Linked DNA regions of Anser cygnoides: region 1 is linked to region 2. Evidence: chromatin contacts called from public Hi-C data. All regions are on one chromosome and are shown on one strand. Each heading gives the region's core, a stretch centred on a gene start, on an enhancer-like site or on the middle of the called end of the contact. The rest is flanking DNA. Distances are from core to core; before and after follow the strand shown.

Region 1 (5,624 bases), core at 2,966-5,465, 170 kb after region 2:
GCTGTTGTCCGTAACGTCTCCTTTCCAAAGGATGGCATAAAATTCTGGAAGGAAAAACAGACAGAGTAAAACCACTGTGTTAACCAGAGAACCGACATGTGCAAGATTACCAATACACTGTCAACAATAACAGGACACTGCAGGAGCAGGAGGTTTATACACAGTACTCAGACTCCAAAATACCAGGATTCCTTCACACAGCAGGTGCATATGAATTACTAAAGAGATACCATCAAGGTTTTAACAGTAATAACTCACCTATGTTGACTTCTCAAAGCCACATATGCTTCCCAACAAAATGTACTTATAGGGTGTATCCTTCTGCAAGTGCAATCTGGTCTACTAAGATACTGACTTTCACGTCATGCTATTTACACATGTTCCCTGGATCAAGCCTAAAGAATATATACAGAAGTGCGCTGGCATTTATTCATCCTATCGTTGCTGGCTGGCACGGCTGCAGCCTGGTATTTCTCTCTTTCTAAAAAGTTAACTAGTTGTGTTACCTCTCGTGCGGGTATCCAAAGAGCTGGAATAACGACTAAAGCAGCACTCTGAGGTTTCCTGAGAATGAATCCATGTTCTGAAAGCATTTAGGAACTTACTACAGAAACATTCCTATCCACAAAATGGGCTTACAAATCTGGGCAGCGAGACCAGCAGAAGACATTTGCTCAGCTTTTGCTCTCTCTCGCTATGCCCATTATATGCTTCGTGAGTTCTTGGACACCCGCCAGGATTATCCTCCGCGCTGAAGTTGTCGTCTCCAAAGCTTCAATCTGCTTTTTTTTCTTTCTGCTCAGCGGTCAGTGACTGGATTGATGTGCTGCCAGGATACCAAGGATTACTCGGCTCGGAGGGCCAGCCACTGTCACTGCACTGCTGCCAGATTCCCTGATCTGTCTAAAACATCCCCAGTCGCCTCTTAGGACTGCCAGGCAAGCCGGTAGTTAGGATTACTCAAAATGAGAGGCTCTGTTTTCAGGGACTTTTAACTTTGCTAAGCTTAAACAGATTGAATTGAAATGTATCTTGGATCTTGTACCTCGGACTGATGGCTTTTTCACTGCAATTCTCAAAATATTTAAAAGCTTCAACCATGTGGCTTGTACATTTCTAGTTATTAGAAGCATGTGCTGTGAACCTGCAGGACAAGACCTTGCCCATGTTCCAAGATAGGGATCAGTAAAAATCCCTGATGATAAATCATTTTGTTTTTTATTTCTTACAAATACATTGCAAGTCCTTGAAAGCTACTCTGAAAAAAAATAATCTTCAAAACATGTGAAGCTGTAAATATTAGGAAAAGCTACAACTAAGTTTACCTGTACTACCTCCTCCTTCCTACAGATAATTTTAGATTTAATTGTCTGACCAAATGCTCTTTTTCCCCTTTATTCAAAGCAGAAGTTGGAAGACATAACTGAATGAAGAAACTTTTGGATGAGAAAGGTGGCTATCACAGCTAGCAACTGGATAACTCTAGATAACAAGATTTATTTACTTTTATTGGTCTTTTTGAACTTGTCGCTCAAATTACTTCCCACAAGAACAACTGACTGTTCCTTATCTTCTCGTGTCCGACGAGAGACACAGGAAGCCAAACGTGCAATGATGCTGAGCATAAACACACGTAAGCCCCCAAATGTCTGTTTTGACCAAATAAAATGCCATAAAAAGGAAAAACGCTCCATGATGTCGGGATCTAAGCTTTTTACAATAGGTAGTCTCTTCAGAGTAACAGCCTTTCTCTCCCCGTCTTATTTCCCATCCTATAAAATTCTATAAAACTGAATTAGCATTTCAGTCACTAGTGGCAAAGCGCAGCAGAAATATTCCTTTGAATATAACAAATCTATCTGCAGATCCGTGTTTATATGATGTGTTTTATGAAGGACCTACTGAAGGGGATAAAAAAGGAATAGCAGAAAGGTTGGTGTCCGTTGGAAGTTACTATCACAACCTGCAATAAAACACCTGCACAAACACCAATTAAAAAGCTGATTAGAGAACCTTGATTTTGACTCCGATACCTCTCAGGCAGAGATACTATTACGACATGTTTCTTATGTAAACCTTTTATGGTTATAGATATCTCTAAAGAACAGACACAACAGCAAACACAAATTACGCTAAACCTCTTCCACTTGATGGATACCATCCATATCTATCAAATACTTTTTGACCTTGCAAGAAACAGTATGTGAAAACGGCTTGATCTGTATGATTTATTATGATTTTCCTTATGGCATGGCCCCCAGTTTATAAAAGTCATGCCATTTGGTTATCACAAAACATTGAAGTCTACCAGGTAGACACTACAAATCATCGTGTTACCACTGCATGCTTACCGCATACACATATTTACAGCTACAAATCATCCAGGCAGCTCTCAGTTTTCCCAGGGGTTTCTCCAGCACAGAGATATGGGAGCTGGCTCCCAGCAAAGACAGCTTGGGTCTGGCAGGGTTCATTAGCAAAGACGCAGCAGGATGTGAAATGTGGCCATCCGGCTTCCAATGAAAGGCTGACTGGCAGAAATTATGCTAGTGGTGTTTTTTTTTTTTTTTTTTTTCCTGTGGTGGGGATATCCCAAGGCAACTCAAAGCCAGCTCCTTGTAGTACAAACTGCTCCGAGAGCACCTAAGCATGACAAAGCGTGACCACTGATGCATAAGGTCAGCTTCAGCTGCCTTGCCCTCAGTGCCCGCTCTGCAAAATGGCTCGCACAGGCTTAGTCAAGAATCTTTTCTTTGTATTCTGTGGTGCCTCAGGTATTGAGGCACAAACTGCAAAAATGCACGAAGCACAGTCGGGTGTGCTGTTGCACCACACCTCATAAATCCTTCGGGATGCTCATCCAGCAAGGAACACAGTGAAAAGACCCCCCTGAGTGATCCCACAGCGATGCAGCTGTGGCAGACCACGGACAGCAAACTTTTCTAGACAGTGGCTGAGTCTGTTCCCACCTGGTTACCTCTGTACATCGCTCTCACGTACTGGGCAGCGTGCCTATTAAATAAATCTTTCTGTGAGGAACCCTAAACATCACTTCCCTCAGCATTACCTCAGACAACACAGGGTTAATTGTACATAATCTCTGGCTACAGAGAGCTAGGATGAAAGGATTACACAATGAGTGTGATTATGAGATTTAAAAGTAAAATTTTCCCAGTGTAGTAAACAGGCCAGCTATGGTGGATTAAAAATGGTATCATGAGACAGGCAGGGCTCAGCAAGAAAGGCACAGAGGCTTCATTGTGTGGGGCAACTTGATTGTAAAAGCCGTCCAAGTTTTCTTCTTGGATCTTTTTCTTAAACCTGCTGAACCTGAGGGAGTGAGCCCGAGCCATCTCACCAGTGCTGGGGTAAAATCACTGTGGGAGAAAATCACAACAATTAGTAGGAATTCTGAGCATTTGCAGTGGTGAAATACCACAGAAACGGTGCCTTCACTCACTGGAATACGATCTCAGCGGGATAAGAGCTCACCCTTGCAGAAATTCCACATGAGCCTTTGGGATCACACCAGTTCGCACCACACCTGAAGGTAACCCCAGCCCTTTACCTGCGCACACCCGCCACGTCACGCTTTTTTAGGATGTGTGAAGAGGAGACCTGCCACAAAAGGGTGCCGACCTGCTCCTATGTACCCATACCGGGTACACAAACGAAGACTTGGACAGGAGTTTGCATTTCGCAGCAGCAAAGAGGGGAAAGAAGCTTAGTTCAGCAGACGCCTTTACAACGCGATTGTTTCCAGCGGCTGATGCACCCCGAGGCAGACACCAGAGGCACCCCACTCTTCCAACCCTAAGGGGCCCAGTTCAAAGGGGTTCAAGCTAAAAGGGTTCAGTTTAAAGGGCTTCACTACACAAAGCTTGCCAGCCCCGAGCCCCCCGGCCCCCCGGGGCCGGTTCCTCAGCCCCGCCACCATTTTACGGCTCCCGGGGGGGAGCGCGGCAGGTGCTTCGCCACTCACCGTGAGGAGGAGGAGGAGGAGCGGGGGGACGCGGCGGGGCAGCCCGGCGGGCTCCATGCTGCCGCGGCGGCTCAGCAGCAGCAGCAGGGGGACGAGGAGGCGCCCATCGGCGTGGCGGCGCTGCCCACTGCCCGGCCGACAGGGCTGCGGCGGATCCGGCTTCCTGGAGGAGGAGGAGCCGCCGGCCGGGCAGGGCAGCGGCTCGCCCCGAGCAGCAGCCGCCGCCGCCCTCGCGTCCCCTCCGGCCTGCGGGGAGCCTGCCGTGTCCTGTCCCCCCGTGCCGCACCGGGAGGCGAGGAGCACGGCTCCGGGCGGCCGCCATCAGCCCCGGAACCGGCAGCGGCGGAGCCTCGGTGGAGGAGGAAGAGGAGGGGGCCGCCGCCATCATGGCGGGGCTGAGCCGCACGCTGGGCATCTTCGGCGGCTTCGTGGCCGTGGTGGGGGCGGCCCTGTACCCCATCTACTTCAGGCCGCTGCTGCTGCCGGACGAGTACAGTGAGTGCCGGGGGGCCGCAGGGAGCCGGGGGGCGCCGGGGAGCCGTGTCCCCAGAGGTCGCTCGGCGCTGCCACACGGGGCTCCTGCCGTCTGCCCGGCGCCCGGCACCCCGCTGCCGGCGGCTGGTGGGGCTCCTGAGGGGGTTCTAGGAAGAATGACCAAAAATAGGGCGGCAAACTTATTGATCTTCTCCGAGGGACTTTAGCCTCGCTTTGGAAGTGAAGTAAAATGTAACTGGAAAGCAACGGGAGTTATTTAATGTTGGTGAAGCTGCAGACTGCCCCCAAAGACAGGTGTTCTCCCCTGTGTTCCCATTTAAAATCCTTACTCTTCTTTGCCTACCTTACTCTTTTTTACTTGAGGTGTGGTCTCCAAAAATGTTATGTGTGATCCTTCATTACGGAAGGGAGAGAGCCAATGGATAATTTCCTCACCTGTGTTTGCAGGTTACATAAGCAAATGATCCCTGTCAGGAATTTTTTTAAGTCTCCATTTAACACATAAAATGGGCAGTGTACAGTTAGTAAATACTTACACTTGGTATTTCGTGCCTGATTCTAGGCTTTATTTAGCACATTCTGCTCAAACTCTCCTTGGACTGCACCGTCAGTAACTTCCCTTCCACCTTGGGATATTCTGTGATCCCTGTGCTTTCCTTGATGCTCACCAGTTGCATGAGAGCAGCACAAGCACTCACCTAACACTTAGAGGAGAACATGGACTTTCATGGTTGTGGTACTGCTGTGGAAATAATAATTTTAGGGTTTGGGCTACAGAGGTTTTAATTTTCTGAGTACACTCTAGTAAGCTGTATAGCAACAAAACTTCGAGAAGATTGCTGCCCCCCCCCCCCCCCATTAACTTGAGCTGTGGGTGAATACTCATTATTTCTGCGTATTGGGAAGCTGGGTCTGCAGTCGGACATCTGGGTTTGCATCCCGTAGTAATCCTGCAAGAGGCGAGAATGGATTGTAGTTCTCGAGTGACATTCAGCTACGTAAACATGGAGTGCCATCTTTTCTTTCTTCAGCCTCGTGTTTCTTGTGTGTCACCTGAATTCTGCACAAGTGAGGCACGGTATGCTCAGGAACAAGTATTTTCTGCGTGATACTCACACATCTTCAGAGGAGTTCCTAGAGGTTTAAC
Region 2 (5,166 bases), core at 1,526-4,025:
TCTCACACTTTGTTTTCTTTTCTGCACATAATTTACTTCTTTCTAAGGAGCTCTCAAAGTCTGGCCCTTAGAATGCGTCAAGCAGAAAGGACAGACAGCTCCACAACCATCTCCTGCCACCTCTAACCACTACCAAAGTTAGCTGGTAAAACTCACTGCAGAAATAAGTGGCATGGAGGAAAGCCTCTAAACCTTTCTTTGCTATTGCTTACGCTCACGGGTGAAGGTGAGATGCCATGGCTAAGGACAGCCTAGGCTCTCTGTGGCCAGAAGCTGGGCCTGCCTTCTCCAGCATCTTCAGCAAGCAGCTATGTAGATACTCCACTGGTGTGACTCTACCTCCCTCACGACATGTCTTAGACTAGACAGCAGTACAGAAAACAGAAAACCCAAACTGATGTACTAGTGGTTTTCTTCATCAATTTTTCATGGTATGGTAGGGTTTCAGAAAGCCATTAAGCTTCAGTAATTCAAATTCCATATGGTAAAGCTCACAACAATTCTGGTCTCTAATATGCTTTTGTGCTAATATTTCGAGGATAAACATTCCAAAAAGTTTCACTGAGTTTCGTTCATGCTGGACGGAACATCAGCAAAGACATTCACAGTACGGAACACTATGCAAAAAAAAAAGTTTATCTTCAGATATTAATGCAGAGCCACTAGAATTATAGCATTCAAAGCACCTGTCAAGTGTAAGAAGGGCTTCAAGCTATTAACAGATTTTCTAGTCTTTATAAATTTGCTTACTTCATATATAAATTTTAAATAGACTGAGTTTTTATGTGCATATCAACTTATCACATTATAAATATATTAATGAACATTAAAAATACAACTAGCTGTTCACTAGGAACGTTCAATACTTTAGAACTACAACATTCAGTACTTTTGAATAATACACAGAAGAAGAGCTGCACAGCGTTAAAAAGGCAAGTAATGCATGAATTATTTTAAAGCAGGAAGATCTCTCCTTGCATTCAATCAATTCGACAACTCAGGCTTCTATCACTTCAGCATACAGGACATAACCCTGACAAAAGATTTTTGTTACATTCAAGACTTTCCAATGAGTTATTAATGAAAATTTAATACAGAAAGTTGCATCAAGTCAATATTGCATTATACTATTTTTCTCAAATGCTATCTAGGTCTCAGATAACAATTGACAGTAAAATAAGCACTTTGGAAACATTAATAATAAAACAGAATAATTCAAACTGCCAATAAGGTGTACCTATAATGCCTTCGGGCTACAAGTCCTGACGCCACTCTTCCTTCCCTCTCACCCACACCGCAGTTGCCCAGGAAGTTATTGCTATCCATTATGGCAAGCTCATGAAGAAACAGTTCAATGGTGCTTTCATCCCATCCATCTTCAGGACACTTTCCCTTAATAATAATATAAAGATAACTCCTAAACTTGGAAATTAAGAACAAACACATCTTTATGTAATCTGGTTGATTGATGTTACCCTTCTTCTCCATGCTGAACTGTAGTTTGTATTTTGATTCTGCTTTCTGTTTTTTGTTACCTAGTGTTACAAACTTGTATTCAGAGAAATGTTAAATAATGATTTTTCCATATATTCAACACAATTACCGTTAGCATATCCTGATATTAAAATAGTCAGAGTATTTTTCACTTTCAAGTACCCTTTAAGGTACACACACCACCACTGCAGCACATACATGCTAATTGCTCCCTAGACTATGGATTATTTGATGTATACTCCACACACAGGCTTAACACTGCAGAAGTTCAGCAGGGCAAACTGGGTGAAAACGAGATAATTGGGATAATAGTAACAAAAATACTAATTATAAGCGGAATATAGTTTCAGCTGTAACTCATCTTCCTATCCACGTAGTTTCCTTTCCAGTTATTACCCTAATACTTCAAGACTTAACTACCTTCTGAAAGTAATTTGTATAGGGCTGGAAGCAGATACAGAGTTTTGTGTGCTCCTCTCGGTGTTAGAACCGCAGTCATCTTGGTGAAGTACAGAGAAGACCCTCAAAGGAAAGGCACTGTAAACTTGTAAAGCATTCCTATTGCAAATCAAAGTTTAGTGGTTTTTGTTGTTGTTTTGTTTTTGCTTTCGGTAACAAAGCTAATTCAATCGTATTTTTAGGTTAAACGTGTTGTATGAAAGCGAAGTCTGTCATGGTGGATGATGTGACTAATGAAAACGTTTGAAACATTCAAGAAACCATCGACAATGGCTCCGGAGACAAAGAAACACATCCCTCCGGCACCTCACGAGAGGGATTTAATTTCGTTATCAACGCATTTCGAAACAATCTGGCTGCCTGCCACCTTCCCTCAGCCCCGCGCGCCCTGAGGCCCTGAGGCAGCCCTGAGGCAGCCCTGAGGCAGCCCTTCGCCCCCACCCCCGCCGGGCGGCCCGGGCCGGCCCGTGGCAGCAGGTCCGGGCACGCCGCTCTCCCGGGACCTCCCTGCCCGAGATCCCGGCCCCAGCTCGGAGCCCCCCGGGCTCAGCCGGAGCCGGGGCCGGGCCGGGGGGCGGCACTGCGGTTACCTGCTCCAGCAGGGCCCGCAGGAGCAGCTCATGGCCGCGGCGGCCCTGCGCCCCCTGGCGCACGTAGGCCGCCGCCACCAGGCGCTCGCTGGAGCCGAAGTTCTCCGCGTTCATGGCCGGGGGGCGAAGCCCGGCTCCCCCTCAGCGGAGCGGTGCGGAGCGGGTTCGCCTCCACCGCCGCTCTTAGCGCGGCCGGCCGCTGCCCGCCCCGCGGAGCCGCATGCGCCGCCTGGCTGCTCCGGCGGCCCTCCCCTGGCGGAGGCCGGGCCCGTTCCGGGTGCCGCCGAGAGGTGTCGGGCTGCTCCGCGCCGCTGCGGGCCTCCATTTCCCCTCCTCGGCTCCTCTGAGGACCGAGGTGGCGGCCGGCGGCTGCCCGGCCCTCGGGGAGCGAACCCCGAGGGAGGTAGACTTGTTGGCCGAGGAGAGCTGGCTGGGGTGTGCTTCCCCCAAAAGTTTAGCGGTAGAGAACAGCCACGTAACGCCCCCTTCGGGTGCCCCTCAGGGTAAGGAGACCCTTTTGCTCCTCAGGAGGTTTCTGCGAACAAAGTTGAGCTGTCTGTGGTAAATCAAGGTGGTGTATGCAGCCAAATTCAGGCCCGCCCTACCCGAGTCAGGCAGTTCAGCAAAAAAAAAGCAAAAATTGTGTGATAGGTAGGGAGACGTGCTGCTGGGAATGATCCCATTTTCTTCCTTTTTGTGTTATTTGGGAAAATAGACAGGCCAGTAGGAAACCTGGGACAGGCCTTGCATCTTTGCTAGGAATTGCCAGCAAAGCCTGACCAGGCAGGAACCTTCCCACCCTTGTACTTGTCACTCCATGGGGGCTGGCAGGTTGCCCTTTGCTGTGCTGAAATAACCAGTGGCTAGCATGCAAAAAAACGAAGGGGCGCATTAAACACACAAGAGTGTTTGTTCCAGGGCTTCATATTAACCTGCCTGGTCGACTGAATTTGTTGATGAAGTCTTATCAGATTCTTCTGTTTTACACTTTTAAGCTCAGGTGGCTAAATAACATGAGAAAAGTACACAGTCACCGTCTTGATTCTGTATGTTTAATTACCCTGATTAGGATCTGTCAGGTGTTTTGGCTGAGTAATCTTACACGCCTGTTTGAATTGTCAGCTGAGACTATGATTAACACAGTTTCTTACCCTTTTCAGCATAAAAGAGCTTTGCAAATTGAATTGTCCTGCTTCTTAGTCTCCATAGTCATTCTGCGTTTGGACTGTTACGAGGCATTGTATTGATGTTATTTTAGAAACAGAACTATTCAGCTTGTTCTTTATTTGAAAGGATCACAAGGGGGCGCTCACCTAAAGCAAAAAGTGCCCTTTGTGCATGTATTCCCTGTTGGTTTTTTTTCTGTTTGTCCCGTTCCAATGTTTTGACGTGGTGCTCAGACTGATATTATAAACAAATGAGAAGGCGGACTGTGGGCTAGAATGATAGAGGCAAAAGTGTCAGCATGAGGAAAATGAGCAAACTTATTTGCATGCTCTAATTGTTAGTAATTTTAGTCCAGGTAGCTAATTGAGAGTATTAGCTACTCAGATTTAAAATTAATTGTTTGTTAATAACTATTATGGTGATGTGTATTTTGTTGAATGATGAGCTGTTGTAACATTTGAACTCTGCACCATTGAAGACAGAGGCAATGTAAAAGCTTCTTGAGATCAAAACATGGGCAAGTTACAGAATTCTCATTACAATAGATCAAAAGTAAGCGTTAAGTGTGTGTACACGTACACTAGCATGTGTAGATGGATCCCTACAGCAGAAGAAATAACTGATGAGTTATTTCTTGTTTACCTTATTCAAAAGAAATAATTCTTAAATCTTTTAGAAACCCATGGGTGAGCTGTTTAACACAATGCTAACAACTCACCCTACTGTAACTAAACCTACTGCAACTACTGTAGCTAAAGGAAGACGCATTCTTCTGTAGTGATGTGCTGAGCAAAATGTTAAGAGGTTTCTCATTTTAGTCTGACCTTTTTGTTTGCTTCATGCAGAAAATAAGCAGGATAATTTTCTGCGCTGCACATTGCATCCAGTTGTTGTATACTTCATATTCTTGTTTACTGGGCATAAAATGCCTATTCATTTGGAGTCACAATTGACTGAATATGTTCATTTTGAATAGAGAGGAATGGAAACAGAAATGTAAATGTGAACAGATTTTAACAAATGTTACAGATACTAATGATTACACAACTAAACATCCCAACTTTGTTCCAAAGTCCACTGGCTGACAGGTAACCTGAGACAAAACAAACACAAGTGAAGTATTTCAGCGAGGCTTTATTTTGTTAGTAACCGAGCAAAGTAATTTTTTTTCCATGATCCAGGTAATGTACAGAATGAATCATTATGGCATGAATAATTATGAGAATAATGAATAATAAATGCACATAATTGTTTTAGCTGAGAACTGCCTCGCTCCTGGTACAGCCCAGAATCTCAGTTCTGTAAAGGTACTCCAAGTATGTGTTTTTGTGTCTTATTTCACTAATGCCTCTGAGTGCTGTGCTGAGGAGGAGTGCCCTTGTATAGGGAAATGTAGGAGGCTGCATCCAGGTCACAGTTTGATGCCGTCTGATGGGTTTCACTTCAGTGAATACTT

What was found. Hi-C and Micro-C count contacts between places; a contact is called where the count stands out from the background.
Region 1: a contact with region 2 is called in a Hi-C map of liver, with 2.2 times the contacts expected there. The contact joins the promoter of SEL1L3 here to the promoter of SEPSECS in region 2. A contact is called at or near these places in 2 of 7 Hi-C or Micro-C datasets (both in liver).

The regions. Positions count from the first base shown.
Region 1 is chr4:19,390,952-19,396,575 of Taihu_goose_T2T_genome, forward strand. SEL1L3 (SEL1L family member 3) reads right to left here and starts at 4,216. Exons shown (of 24, transcript XM_048046822.2): 1 at 3,983-4,216; 2 at 1-44. The coding sequence starts at 4,039. It overlaps SMIM20 (small integral membrane protein 20), which reads left to right and starts at 4,345. Exons shown (of 4, transcript XR_010830988.1): 1 at 4,345-4,477.
Region 2 is chr4:19,225,223-19,230,388 of Taihu_goose_T2T_genome, forward strand. It overlaps SEPSECS (Sep (O-phosphoserine) tRNA:Sec (selenocysteine) tRNA synthase), which reads right to left and starts at 2,776. Exons shown (of 11, transcript XM_048046833.2): 1 at 2,544-2,776; 2 at 1,238-1,392. The coding sequence starts at 2,657.